3 separate regions of the Danio rerio genome follow, and all the other regions are linked to region 1. Evidence: chromatin contacts called from public HiChIP or PLAC-seq data. All regions are on one chromosome and are shown on one strand. Each heading gives the region's core, a stretch centred on a gene start, on an enhancer-like site or on the middle of the called end of the contact. The rest is flanking DNA. Distances are from core to core; before and after follow the strand shown. Region 1 overlaps pcdh1b (protocadherin 1b). Region 2 overlaps pcdh1b (protocadherin 1b). Region 3 overlaps pcdh1b (protocadherin 1b).

Region 1 (4,598 bases), core at 917-3,416:
TCACTTCACGCGGACGGTTATAGGTGGATTCGATTTGAATTATGGGATAGGACGCTGGGTCCATAATAAAGCCTTGTAGTCTTAAACGAAGTCGAAAACAAAATCTTGTGGTCTTCCCACGTGTTTTCCTTGTACTTATGAACTAATTTTACTTAGCACAAAAGTTGTAAGTTGGTCAGGGCTCGTGTTTTAACTTGGTAAACAGTCGTTCACAAACGGAAATCGCGCTTGTCTGAAGAGGAAACCATAGCAACAGCACACCGCTGAGGCTTCGGACGGTACGCTGACAAATCCGAAATAGTATTGTTTTGTTTGGCTATAGTATCGTTCTATTATACCATATGCTACCTGACAACATTTCTGTTTTGCTAAACTTAGTTTATTTTTTGACGTGTGTGCTCAGTCAACTTCAACTTAGCCTTCTGTAAATATTCTACGTTGAGACAGTGAATAATTATCACGTTTCGGGCTTTCACGCTTTGTAAATCTAAGGGGCGTAAACACAGACACATTGAGTTTAAGAGCCCATTGAAATAATAGAAAACTAGACTCTTTACATGAGCACAAAGTTTCCACACACTTGTGTTTTCTTTGTGCTTAAATTAACTTTTAACTATATATGTCACTTCCAAGTGCCCTGTTGTAAATGCTATAATTGGTCTTATTAGAAATGATATGTAAAATTGACAGCTTCACACTGTTGTAGTTAAGAAGCCAATAATGTGCCCCTTGCGATGGTGAGACCTAAAATTTAGCGATTGTTTCATGTTGTTCAATAGAAAATTGAATTATCTTATTATATTCTTCATGTATGTGTCTTTGTCAAAACATATAACAAGCGTACCCAGTAAAAATAATCACCTAGTATTGAGATTTACTGCCTTTCATTATCCTGCCACTTTAACAGTGGCTATTTCCCTTGATCCATTTCAATGTTGTCTTTTTAACCCATGATATTAACAGCAGTCCTCTCTTTTTTTTTCTATCAGTGTGTATGTGTGTGTGTTTAGCCGTGTGTAATGGCGTGTGAGAGTTTGTGTGCCAGCCTTGTGACTGGCCAGCTCTCTCTGTGTAACAGCCTGGTAGACAGCAGCGGGGCAGCAGTTCATCTCGTCTGAAAGCGGGCGCAGACTAATCTGGCCCCACAATGGCTGAATGAAATAATTAAAGTAATCCTCTGTGCCTCGCACTTGGCTGGGGAGGGGTGGGGGACTTGGACCACCCATCCTGAACGGGTCACTGAGCGTTGTGGAGCTGGTGGCCCATAGAGCTTGGATGGCTGCAGCCGAGGACAAAAGCTCATGTGAGCTCAAGTCAGTAGCTGTGAGTGCTGGTCAGTCTTGAATATTTCAGATGAGGCTGGTTAGCGTTCGTCGCCTGTGATTGTATTTTATTTTAGCTCATTTATCTGGTCTCAGATAGTTGACTCAGAGTGAATAAGAATGTTTTATTTTCACGAGGTCAGTACACACTCTTTTTATTTCCTTGCTGATTAATTGGCAACATTACTCAGTGAGACTATGGACTCATCTTGTGTAGTACCAAGCAAATAATTCTTCTGATGTATTTTTTTCAAAGAAACTTCAGGTGCGTACTAAAATGTCAGTTGAGCCGGATGAGTTAACCATTAACCTTGGACAGATGCTGTTCTCACAGTTGCTTCTGAGTCAATCATTCTCCTAGCTTCAGACAAGAGCTGACTCCTGAACCCTCATAAATGTCAGTGCTTTAATTTAATTCTTTAATTATCACATTGAAACCGTGATGGGGAGGGGTTAGAACAATCATTGACTCGATGTGTTACCATGACGCAGTGGCACCACTGTGCCTCGTCCAGGAATCTGACTCCTGCCATGACGGTTACGTAAATGCTTTAATGGCTTTATTTTCCCTAGAATCACCTTGTAGTTTCACGCTGAGCTGGATGCCACCTGGGGGGGGTGTCTTGGCAGAGTTATGCCATCCTCATATTCCCATGGGTTTTTTTTTGCTGGCAGAGAAATGGTGAGCATTGGTACAATGATGAATTCCTCGTTACAAGTCTCTAAAGGAGAAAGAAGGAGAGCGAGACGGTAAAAGTGAGGGAGAGAGAAAATCATACAGCAATTTTAAAGCATGTCAGCGGGGGAGGCTTTAGAATAGTAATTAGCCCGTTAAATCTGTTAACCTCCCCCTGCGCAACAACACAATGGCCTTCTCGACAGTATATATATGAGCGCATCTCTGAGAGGGCATGGGGGGGTACAAAAAGATGGTGTGCTCATGAAAGAGAAAGACAGAGAGATGTAGGAGGTGCTGTTACAAGAGATCAGGTGTGAAATGAACATAATGTGTTTTTTGCGGACAGGAAATGAGAGGGGAACCATATTCCCCCAAAGGCTGGCGCGAAAGTTCTGGCCAAATGTACTGTGAATAATTCGCTAGAACCGATGGGGAGATTCCACAGGGGGAAAGGCGATTCAAACCTTCCCCTTCGCTCACAGCTATTGATTGTATTAATGACATCCAGCTTATACACAGCAGTACGAGATGAATTAGGCTACACAGCCCGAGAGCTGAGCATAAATTCTCTCAGGATTATGACAGTAGTCATAAATACAGCACTCTGGCGACGCCTGTCTCCCTGTGAGGAGATCTTAGCTGTGGCTCGACCATGCTGTATTTGAAGACATTATTAGAGAGGTGGACGGTGTGTGTTGATTTAGGGCCTGTCATAAACCGCCTTTCTGACCATGTAATGATGACGATCAAAGCTCGGAGGTGAAGAAAAGCCCCACCGACGGCCCATTGTCATTGTAATGGCTGGGCTTATTGTGTACCTGTGTGAAGGCTAAGTGCTAACTCTCTACAACTGAAAGGAAATCTGTCTGCTTGGTAGCAGTGCTTGATTTGACTCTGTTAAGGCCTCCTGTGTCTTGTAAATGTTGCTGTCGTTAAGGCACGCCACTCATATGCACTTACACATTTCCATTTCAAAGGAGAGTTCTTCACCACAAGCTCAAGCTTTTGCCCCCCTTATTTTTCATATACTCAAACACATTTGGTTGTGTTTCTTGCTCTTGTGACCTTCATGTTTTTTTTTTTGCCTGAGATTTTCCATTTGCCCGAGTATCTGCTCGCAAACACATACTGACATTCCTTTGCTGTGGTTGTTTTTAGTTCTTGTGTGTAAGTTTTACACACCCACTGACATACGGTGCATACGTATGGGCGCACACGCACATTCACAGAAGAGTGTGGGAAAGGATGTCCACAGCCCACATTTGGGTTCCCAGTGTACAGTGACCCTTTAACACAAACTCTTTACGCTGGGCCCTTGAGAGAGTGAATGTCGTGGGAGCTTCTTAAACCCTTCATCGCAACAAACAGATTCACACGCTTTTCATGTTGCGAGAATGTTCTTGAGACTTGTTGACTTTTCTAACGCATGATAAAGATGGGATGTTTCGGATTGGTTCATATCTTGATCTTTTTTTTTGTTTGTTTTTTTTGTCTAAACAAATAGCTTGTTAGCTAACCCGGTTAATCCTTTACCCCATTCATTTGAGGTTTCCATTTAGCTTTTTCACTTTGACCTTTTTTATCAACACATGGTACAAAATTCAACACACACCTTCATCTGAGAGCCGACGCATCTCTGTGAAATGCCTTCTCTATGAGATGGTTGTTCGAGATCCCAATGAGGGGTGCGCTGCTTTAGAGTTGAGGCATTTTTCACCTCTCCAACCCCTTTTGCATTCTGCACTGTTTAATTAGCCGCATGAAAAGTGTGCCATAGTCATCTGTCTCGACAGATTCAGAATTAGACTGCGAAATTAGTAAGAAACGAGTCAAGTTCTCATCACACGTGTGATCAGGGTCACACATCCCACCCTTCATTTCAGCCTCATTAGTGCATTGTTCTCCCTACAGCATCAGTGCCTTGTGGCTGCAGTTGTGTGACTGGATTCATATTCGCTGGTGTCTAATTTGTCTAAATTAAAACAGTTTTTCCATGTATAGGTGAGTGTGTGAGATTACACATTTGTAACAATAAAGTTAGCCTTTTTTTTCCCTCTAACCACATTTATTTATTTATTTATTTTGTAATGTGTTTGTGAGAGGCGCACTATGTCATGCGTTTGCTAATGGAAGAATATTGAATGGTACATGCACTAAACTACTACCACCAATCAATACTGATGAGAGTGTAGAAGATCCCACTTCCTATTAGTCACCAAATGGCTACTTCATTTTGCTTACTGTCAGTTGTCTGTCTATTTATTTTATCAGTATTTTTCCCCTAATAATATGTAAGGTTATATTTAAATTTCTTGATCTTTAATGTTTGGGATTCACAGGCAGAATGTAACTAGTGGCAACACTCACACACCCCCCATTGGTTCACCACTGGGTCGAGTCGAGGTGTCTGTCTCCTCTGGACAGTAATCTAGAGCCGTGCCTCATTAGCCATGGGGAGCATGGTGGGATAACATTCCACATATGTTAGAGGGGTCTGCAATTACCACAGCGGTAAACATCAAAGTAACATGACCTTAAACGTGAGGGATTAAACGAAATCAGATTTATTTATTTATTTGATTGGGGTTTTTTTTAAT
Region 2 (4,598 bases), core at 1,281-3,780, 210 kb after region 1:
TTGATTTCTGTTTCTTTCCTCAGGATGAGTGCTGTTTTTTAAGCCATTTTTCACCTTGGGCGATTTAGCTTACTATGTCCCTTCTTCTGAATGCTGTGGGTTTTTTGTTTTTGTTTCGTTTTTTTGCTTTGTTTTTTTGGTGGAAGCGTTTGTTAATGTACGTGAGTGTGTCTGAGAGAGAAACAGAGGGAGAAGCAATGTGTTGAGTGGTCTTATTCTAGGAAATGTGAAATATTTATTAATGGTTAAATATTTTAGGTTGCTAATGTGAACACACACACACACATACAGACACACACACACACATAGCATTAGACAAATGCTATGCTTGAGTTGTCATGTCAATTTGAAAGGTGAAGATCCGGTTCATCCTAAAGGCATCTTTACGCTTAGCATTGGCGCATAGTCAAACATTGTAAAGTCTAATGCTTACCATTCGTTATGACTGTTTGCACGGTTGTACCAGTGTTTACAGTGCTACTATACCTGGGATTGTCCAGTTCTGCACTGCTCATGCTTGGCAATACATTTACTGTATGCAGTGCATTATGTTATCCAAGAAGTTGCCTTTTATATTAAATGTACATTTATAAACATCAACTTTCTTGCAAATGTAAATATCTCCAAAATGAAGATAAACAAAATGTTATTTTAAGGGAGAAAAATTGCCACCCGCTTAAAGACGAGATAGTGGTATTTCATTTGTGAACAATTATGTTGAAATTTGTGTTAGTTAACACTGAAATCGGTTCACAAATTTCTCTGAACAAATCAATTGTGGACTGGCATTAGTGAATAAGTTACCAACTCACTAATTCAAATGATCCATTCAAAGTTAGTTTATTCAAATGATTTATTCAGAGTTAGTCTCCAGTAAAAAAAAAAGAAAGAAAAAAACTCAGTATTCAGTGTTAGTATCTAGTAAACAACTCACTGATTCAATTGATCCATTCAGAGCTACAGCAGTCTCAAGTGGACAACTTACTGATTCAAATGATTTATACAATGTTAGTATCTAGTAAACAACTCACTGATTCAAATGACCCATTCAGAGCTAGTCTCTAGTTGACAACTCACTGATTCAAGTGATCTATTCAGTGTTAGTCTTCAGTAAACAACATACTGATTCAAATGATCCATTCAGAATTAGTTTCTAGAAAATAACTAATTCATTCAAATGATCCATTCAGAGATATTTCTAAAATAAACAGCTCACCAATTCAAATAATCCATTCAGAGTTAGTTTCTAGAAAAAAAAAAACTTCAAAGGATCCAAAGGATCCACTGAGAGTTGGTCTCCAATTAAGAACTCATTCATTCAAATGATTTATTCAAAGCTAGTCTCTTGTAGACAACTCACTGATTCAAATGATCCATTCAAAGCTTGTCTCTAGAAAACAACTCACCAATTTAAATGATCCATCTAGACTTAGTCTAGTAACCAACTCACTGATTCAAATGATCGATTTGGAGTTAGTTTCTAGAAAACAACTAAATGATTCAAATGATGGATGTGGTGTTAGTCTCCAGTAAAAAAAAAAAAAAAAAAAACTCACTGATTCAAATGATCCATTCTGAGATAGTCTCTCGAAAATAACTAAGAGATTCAAATAAACTTGTCAGAGATAGTCTCCAGTAAACAACTCACTGATTCAATTGGTACATTAGTCTATATTAAACAACTCACTGATTCAAATGATCCATTCAGTGTTAGTCTTCAGTAAACACCTCACTGATTCAAATGATCCATTCAGAGCTAGTCTCCAGTAAACAACTCACTGATTCAAGTGATATATATAGAGTTAGTATCAAGTAAACAACTAACAGATTCAAATGATCAATTCAGTGTTAGTCTCCAGTAAACAAATCACTGATTTAAATGATTCATTAAGAGCTAGTCTCAAGAAAATAACTCACCGATTCAAATGATCTTTTCAGTGTTAGTCTCCTGTAAATGATTCACAGATTTTACAAACTGATCTGAATAGGGTTCAGCGAGTTAATGAGGTTTTGCATGTTTCCTCTTGAATTACCATGAATTATCATTGTGGTTATTAGAGTGTGACATCAGCTTTCTTGCAAAATAAGCATTAATCAGTAAGTACGTTTACTTTTATTACATAAGTGCATTAAACATCAAGTACTTTATACTTCTACTGGAGTAATATCTTATGTGGGTATCTCCACTTTTACTCAAGAGCCTAATTTGTGTTTATCTGTCAATCACTGATATTACATAGCTGTTTTAAAGTACTGGAATAATGAATAATTTCACTTGTTACCAAGTATATTGGCTAAAAGCAGGAATTGTTTTTGCACAAGACAGGTGCAAGATCCCAAGCAAAACTTGTCACCCATTGATTAATAATCTTTAACGTCAATGCTAAGATTTGTACTGTACATTCAAATGTCTTTGTTCAACTTAAGTCAGGACGGGTTTGGTGTTTGCAGTAAGGGTGTACGTCTGAGCACACCTTTGTGGATTTAGGTAAGAAATTTACGGGCTTCAGTATAAACAAACAGATTAAAGATCTGGTATTTGCCCTCAGCTATTGGCAACACTTAAGAGCTCTTACTAGTGACTTTAAAGAAGTCTCTCGCTAAACCAGTCAGTCAAGTTGGATGAAGTCACAGATACGGAACAATGTTTAGAGGGTCGATCGCACCTGCAGCAAGCCGCTGTCGTTCTCTTTTTATTGAAGGGAAGCATATGGTGACAAAGGTACAACGGTGTGGTGGCCGTCCATCAAATCCACTTAGAGAATGAGCGGATAAGAGGACTTACTGGGCTCATCTTTTGTTTGCCTGCTCCTGTGTATCTGGATCCTGCTGTGAGCGCTACATAATCCCATCAAAGGCAGAGCATAGCCACCCCTGTATCTACCAGAAGGACCACTGATTATTGAACGAAAGATTAGGATTATGAAGGCAACAGATTGGGACCGATTGAAACATTCTAACCCTATTCAATGAAATAAGTAATCATATGTATGAATAAGAAAAGGTGTATCGAAGCATGAGGTGCATTTGGAGACATGATCACATTAGTGAATGGTTCATAATGTTTTATGATCCATTCATGACTTTTATTTTAAACCCAATAAATTGCTCCACACAGTCTGAGCTTAGTTGAGCTGCAAAGGTTCATAAGGTTGACATATATAATGTTTTTATACTTGTTTTAACAATATATGCTCAAGAAAACTGTAGCCAAATATATATATATATATATATATATATATATATATATATATATATATATATATATATATATATATATATATATATATATATATATATATATATATATATATATATATATATATGGGCAGCCTTCTTCCTTTACCACTTTGTCCTATAGCTTGACACGTATGTTGGCAGACTTGAGACACAGAGCAGAGTTGACTGCAACAACAGGGTTTGAGTCCGGTGAAAAACGGTTCCAGAAAGCAGGTAAGACAAAAACAAAAAAAAAAAAATAAACAAGTAAATAAAAGGATGAGAATGTGGTAAAACTCTGAAAACGTGGTAGAAATCAAACAAGGGCTTTTTTTTCTGGAATGCTTTTGAAAACTCTGGGGTTGAGTTTAGGGAAGTGGGTGGATGGGTCAAATGGTGCTTTTTATAACACTATTAGTTAGGTTTAGGACGGGGGTTGAGTGGATCGGTCAGTCAGTCATCCAGAGAGCCTGTTGACAGCAGCCTATGGTGGATTTACGTGATAACAGCAGATGCGAATGGCACTCTGAGAGAAGTTTGAGATCTGAAAAAGCACACCCAGCAACCTCTGGTGGATTTACAAAAACAAAAACTGCAAATGAACATCCTGGGAAAAGAAGCTCCTGGGACATATTTGGGGCTCTCCAGAGATGTAAATAGGGGTTCGTAATCAGAATAAGCCTGGGTTGAGTTTTAAACTTTTTTTTTTTTTTTTTTGTCATTTATGAATACCTTTATATGAATATGAATATGGAAAAAAAAAACTAAAAGCCTAACATTCCTTGGAAACTAAAAAGATTTATGCAAATGTAACGATTAGTTTTTACAAATTCATAAATTAATCTCTAATAGTTTACATCATATCACCCTGTGACCCAAGTCTGGTAGTGCATTAAAGCTAGGCAGTGTTAGTTAAAAAAAAATAAATAAAAAAAACGGCAAAAATGCTACAGTAAAAATATTTAACACAATTTACAAGAATTTACTATAATAAATACAGTAAATAACCATTAATTGACCTTCCCAGAATTCCCTGTGTGACACTTTTTGTTGACATCTTTGACTTTTTTCATGACACTTTTTGTTGACATTACAATAGCACGTTTTATTTATTTATTTTTCATCAGTGATGTAAATTAAGGTTTTTTTTAACCCATCTAATATTGAAAAAATAATTATTCGAATAAGTGTGAGGGTTTAACCCCTGGCACCCTGGTCAAATTTGCCAACTGACCTCTGTCCATCATGGCCTCCTAACCATCCCCATATCATAATTGGCTTCATCATCACTGTCTCCTCTCCACCAATCAGCTGGTGTGTGGTGTGTGATCTGGTGCAATATGGCTGCTGTTGCATCACCCAGGTAGATGCTGCACACT
Region 3 (4,598 bases), core at 614-3,113, 130 kb after region 1:
TTGTGTTTTCACTAGACTTTTTGTACCCTGTGGCTGTCCAACATCAGAGTTCACGCATTCCAAACAGAATCTCACGTATGCCGCATTCTTTTGGGGTTATGTTTTGCTTTTTTTGCTCTAAATTCTTTTTGGGATCATTGCATGTGTCATCACACAGACGGGTTCCCATCCCATTGCTTTATTTAGAAGCTATCACTGTATGTTTGGCATTAACTGCATTACATTTTAAAAGTTATGCATTCATTCATTCAATTCATTCATTCTAACATTTATTTGTTTATGCGTTCATGTCGTGTGTGTGTGTGTGTGTGTGTGTGTGTGTGTGTGTGTGTGCATGTACCTTGTATTCATGATGTTATGGGGACCAAGATAGCTGTGTTTGTGCTTGTGCTATATATACTCATACACTCACTGGTACACCTGTTCAACTGCTCGTTAAAGCAAACTTCTAATCGGCCAATTACATGGCAGTAACTCAATGCATTTAGGCATGTAGGCATGGTTAGACAATCTGCTGCAGTTTAAACCGAGCATCAGAATGAGGAAGGAAGGTGATTTAAGTGACTTTGAACATGGTTGTTAGTGCCAGACTGGCTGGTCCGAGTATTTCAGAAACTGCTGATCTACTGGGATTTTCACACACAACCAGTGGTAGTGGTAGTGACCTAATAATCAATAATCAATTAAAATCAATCCGTGACCTTACAGGCAGCTGGCCCAGAGAGGAAAGAACTGGGGATATGTGCTCATACTTGCGAGTCCCTGTCAGAAGTCTTGCAGCCACATTTTGGACTAATCGCAATCTATTCAGGGCATTTTGACTAAAACCCACATGCAAATAGTTGCAATAGTCAGGCCTTTCCAAAACAGAAGCATGGATCACCTTCTCAAGGTCATTTAAAAAATGAGAAATGACTTTACTTTTGCCACAAGTCGTAAATGGAAAAAACTGGATTTAACTCCTGATTTTATTGTTTGTTAAATTTCAGATCACTATCGGACTGAAACCCTAGGTTTCTAACAACAGGTTTATGATAGCTCAACAAAACCTCATAATTTTAGAGGGGTAGGATCCCCAAACCAGACCAGCTCAGTTTTCTCCTCATTGAAATTTGAAAAATTTGACGACAGCCAGGTCTTAACCTTGATTAGACATGTCATAAGGGAGTCAATGCCATTTTTATCATTATTTATATTTAATCTTGTTTCAGTGCAGCATTTTTAAAGCAATATTTCAAAATTAGCTTTAAAAAATGGGCATGGAAAACCAGCCTATGACTTTTTGGCTTTGGTTTCTTTTAACAGTAGCATGTCTCTCTGAGTTCCTGCCAATGTCGCCCTCACTCTCGTCACAAAAACCCTTGGCTCCACTAGACATGTTATGACGAGTACAGTATTCCAAAAATGAGCCATTGAATATTATGCAACAGTCTTTTTGACTGTTAGGAAAACTTTATTTTTTTTAACTCGTGTTTTCAGTATTTTAGTATAAACACACCTGAGGCTATAGACTCATTTTACTATTTACCACTTTTAATTTCTGAAGAACTCTTTGAGCTTACTATATCTATCGCTTCTTTGCATCTCCTTGTGGCCATTTTGAAATGCAAAACAACATAGTTTGCATTCTGTCTACTTAACACATAAACAGTCATTATGGAAGGTGATGCCTGCCGTGTGTTTTGTAAGCATAAAAAAAAAAAATCAAGATGTCAGCAGTAACTCGCCATGACCTCACAGTCATTCTCATTTGCCTATCCAGAAGAACAGTGCCATATTCATATTTCAGCTGGAGGAAGCGAGTGGATGCCTGTAATTGTGTTGGGCTGCATTCGCCTGCCTATTGGCGTCCGTAACCTCTCCTCTGAGCGTAGAGCACCATCTGTTCCCCACTCTCTCTGACACCAGCACCATGTGTACAGATTCATCATTCTGCATGCAAGTGCACAGTAAGAGACAGCAAGAGGGAGAGAGGGAGACTTTGAGTCTCCACCGAAGCCCACATCAGATATGAATGCAAAGTAACTGGGTCTTTAAGATCAGATATTCCCAGCTCTGGTCTGCCGAGTTTCACAAACAGACTGCAAGATTTTGCATTTGTGGAGGGAAAATAAATGAGCTGACCAACAGAGGGAGATATTACGCATTCTGTCTCTTCGCGTTGTTTTGATGACTGAGATAAGATACGGCTGTTGTTGGAGTTTAAATAAGTTTTATAGTTTTCTGTGTGGATGTTGAAGTTGGTTAGAGCCTTGTCCTTTGACGGACAATGTATAGTTTGTTTTTGTTTGTGTACATCCACAGATTGCATAGCTTTTTGGAGTACTTGATTGCCACAGACGTTGGACACATTAGCAGTAGAAAAGCTCTTTTTCACATATGCGGTAGCTTGTTTTCTTCAATATTTATTTTGCTATTTCAAAACGACTAAAGCATATGACAGTGCTGCCACCTTGTGGTCAAAATAATTAAATTATAATGACAGAAAAACAGTAAACGTGCATTTCAGAACTATAAAGTACAGTGTGCATCCACTGTAATGTCAAAATGACATCAAAAACGTAAATCGTTTTGTAGTCAATTGACTAAGTTAATGTCAAAACAACATTAAATTGGCTAATATAACATTGGCTTCCAAAAAAAAAAAAATACAGGGCAGTTCTGTATTGTTTTGATGTATTTTTGGATACCATTGTTAGATGTGAATTTAATGTCGTTTTGTAGTTTACATGCATTGTAGGGATACGAAATCCAGTTTAAATGTGGAATTTGGGATCAAAACTTTCAGGTAAATAAAACATTTGTTAAATTTTTATTATTTTTATGTATTTATTTTGGTGGTAACAAAGGCATTAAATGTCTACATCAAATTGATGTCAAAGTTTGACATCAAATCGATATGCATCTTTTTTTACAACATAATCATCAATGTCAAACTTGTGGACAAACTAATTGGTGGAAACAAGTTAAGGTGCTGTGATTATAAAGTAGGTATGTTCTGAAAATACTAGGTTTGTGGTATGTTTAATTACATACTTCAAAATCAAGGTTAGAACATGAATTTCAAGAGTTCACACTTAGCTGATGATTAATGATAAAGTATGTTTGGCATGCCTTGATCTTATAAGATTCTCCAACCCTGGGCTCCCTTCTGTTAGCAGGATGAGAGGGAGTTTGAGCTCAGGTAGATCTCAATGAACTCCCCCGACTTGTTAATGGCTAATGACAGATTATAAGTATAGCTATAGAGATATACTGCTTGCTAAGAGCTCATCTTTGGTGCGAATTTGGTATGGTCAGTTTACTTTTATTGTGTGTTTTTGGACTGTGGGAGAAACCCATGCGAGCACAGGGAGAACATGCAAACTCCGCACAGAAATGTTGACTGGTCCAGTAAGGTCTTTAACCCAGTAACATTCTTGTTGTGAGGCTACAGTGCTAATTACAAAGGAGGTAAAAAGGAGGGAGGATAAGGGTAGGAGGGGGGATTCTTCAAGACAAAGATACTGCGGTAAGAAACTCTGGTTATTTATAGGGAGTTAGGAATCATCTGATTGGTGAGTCATGTGTTATCTAATGCAGGACCAACTGTGGTCAATCATAAACATGTGATGCTCTCAAAATTAGTTTATGAATAAACTTACTTAATGTGCTGTATCACATCGAACTAAACAGTTATTTAAAAGTAGTTTGAACTTTAAAACTTTAAGATTTTACAGATTTTAAATTGCAGTGCAGTTCTGTGCTAGCCGCGCAACTGACTTTAAAATAAACTCAAATGATACATGTTAGCTTTCTCCAGGCACTATAACTCTCATTGATGCTAACACTCATGTATTCCCTAAGGTTCTTGTGTGCTAAATCATAGATTAGAAAAAATAATCTTTATGAGTATTCCAAATTTGCACTGTGCTAACGCTGCACATGCATTCTCGCATATGTCTAAAAACCGAAGTAAACTTTAGAGTACAAAGAGAGCTGAAGCAAGTGCACATGTGCTCAAAATGTATAAAATAACTTTTGTTTCTCAAAATAAATCGTGCTTGCACAAACACTGCTTGTTTAGCGTTGACTAATTAGCCTCATTCTGTTACAAAAGAGTAACAGAATGAGGCTTTCTCAAACAAACAGTTATTTTGAAAGTAGCTGCGTACACCAAAAACTTTTGTTTTCCTAAGCTCCAAAGTTCTGTTGAGGGTCCCGCGCAAGACTGTGAGACGAATGCTAATGCTAACCGTTTGCTTTCCACATTTATTTTTAACCCTCCTTGATGCAAACACACATGCACACACTCAATCATTCGAGGACCCTCGCTCCCCTCCGTCCCGCACGCACACACGTAGTGGGCTATATTTAGCACGTACAGTGTGATAAAGACCAGCGCTGCAGGCGGCTACAGAGTAGTCGGCCATCATCCTTCCTGCCGAGGCCACAAAGAGAGAAAAAAAAATGAGGCGCCGGCAAGAAAGTGACAAAGAAGGAGAGCACCTTTAAAAATACGCAGCAAGCATAAAATAATGAAAAGTGAAGTAGAGGGGAACACGAGGCGTACGGACATGTGCTTGCATCTTCTTTACACGTACACATCGTCTCATCTG

The links. HiChIP or PLAC-seq counts read pairs in DNA pulled down with a chosen protein or histone mark.
Region 2: an H3K4me3 HiChIP or PLAC-seq map of gastrula embryo shows a contact between it and region 1, with 7 times the contacts expected there. The contact joins two enhancer-like sites. A contact is called at or near these places in 2 of 4 datasets of contacts at active chromatin or transcription factors (embryo and gastrula embryo).
Region 3: an H3K4me3 HiChIP or PLAC-seq map of gastrula embryo shows a contact between it and region 1, with 4 times the contacts expected there. The contact joins two enhancer-like sites. A contact is called at or near these places in 1 of 18 Hi-C or Micro-C datasets (caudal fin) and 3 of 4 datasets of contacts at active chromatin or transcription factors (caudal fin, embryo and gastrula embryo).

The regions. Positions count from the first base shown.
Region 1 is chr14:42,183,660-42,188,257 of GRCz12tu, forward strand. The region is part of intron 3 of pcdh1b (protocadherin 1b); the gene reads left to right. Among named protein-coding and RNA genes, the nearest start is that of pcdh1b, 12 kb to the left of the region's middle. Within about 2 kb of position 2,167, at least 5 of the 62 cell types and tissues checked have an H3K27ac peak or open chromatin away from gene starts, as enhancers often do.
Region 2 is chr14:42,390,216-42,394,813 of GRCz12tu, forward strand. The region is part of intron 6 of pcdh1b (protocadherin 1b); the gene reads left to right. Among named protein-coding and RNA genes, the nearest start is that of pcdh1b, 220 kb to the left of the region's middle. Within about 2 kb of position 2,531, at least 8 of the 62 cell types and tissues checked have an H3K27ac peak or open chromatin away from gene starts, as enhancers often do.
Region 3 is chr14:42,318,353-42,322,950 of GRCz12tu, forward strand. All of the region lies in intron 5 of pcdh1b (protocadherin 1b), which reads left to right. Among named protein-coding and RNA genes, the nearest start is that of pcdh1b, 150 kb to the left of the region's middle. Within about 2 kb of position 1,864, at least 7 of the 62 cell types and tissues checked have an H3K27ac peak or open chromatin away from gene starts, as enhancers often do.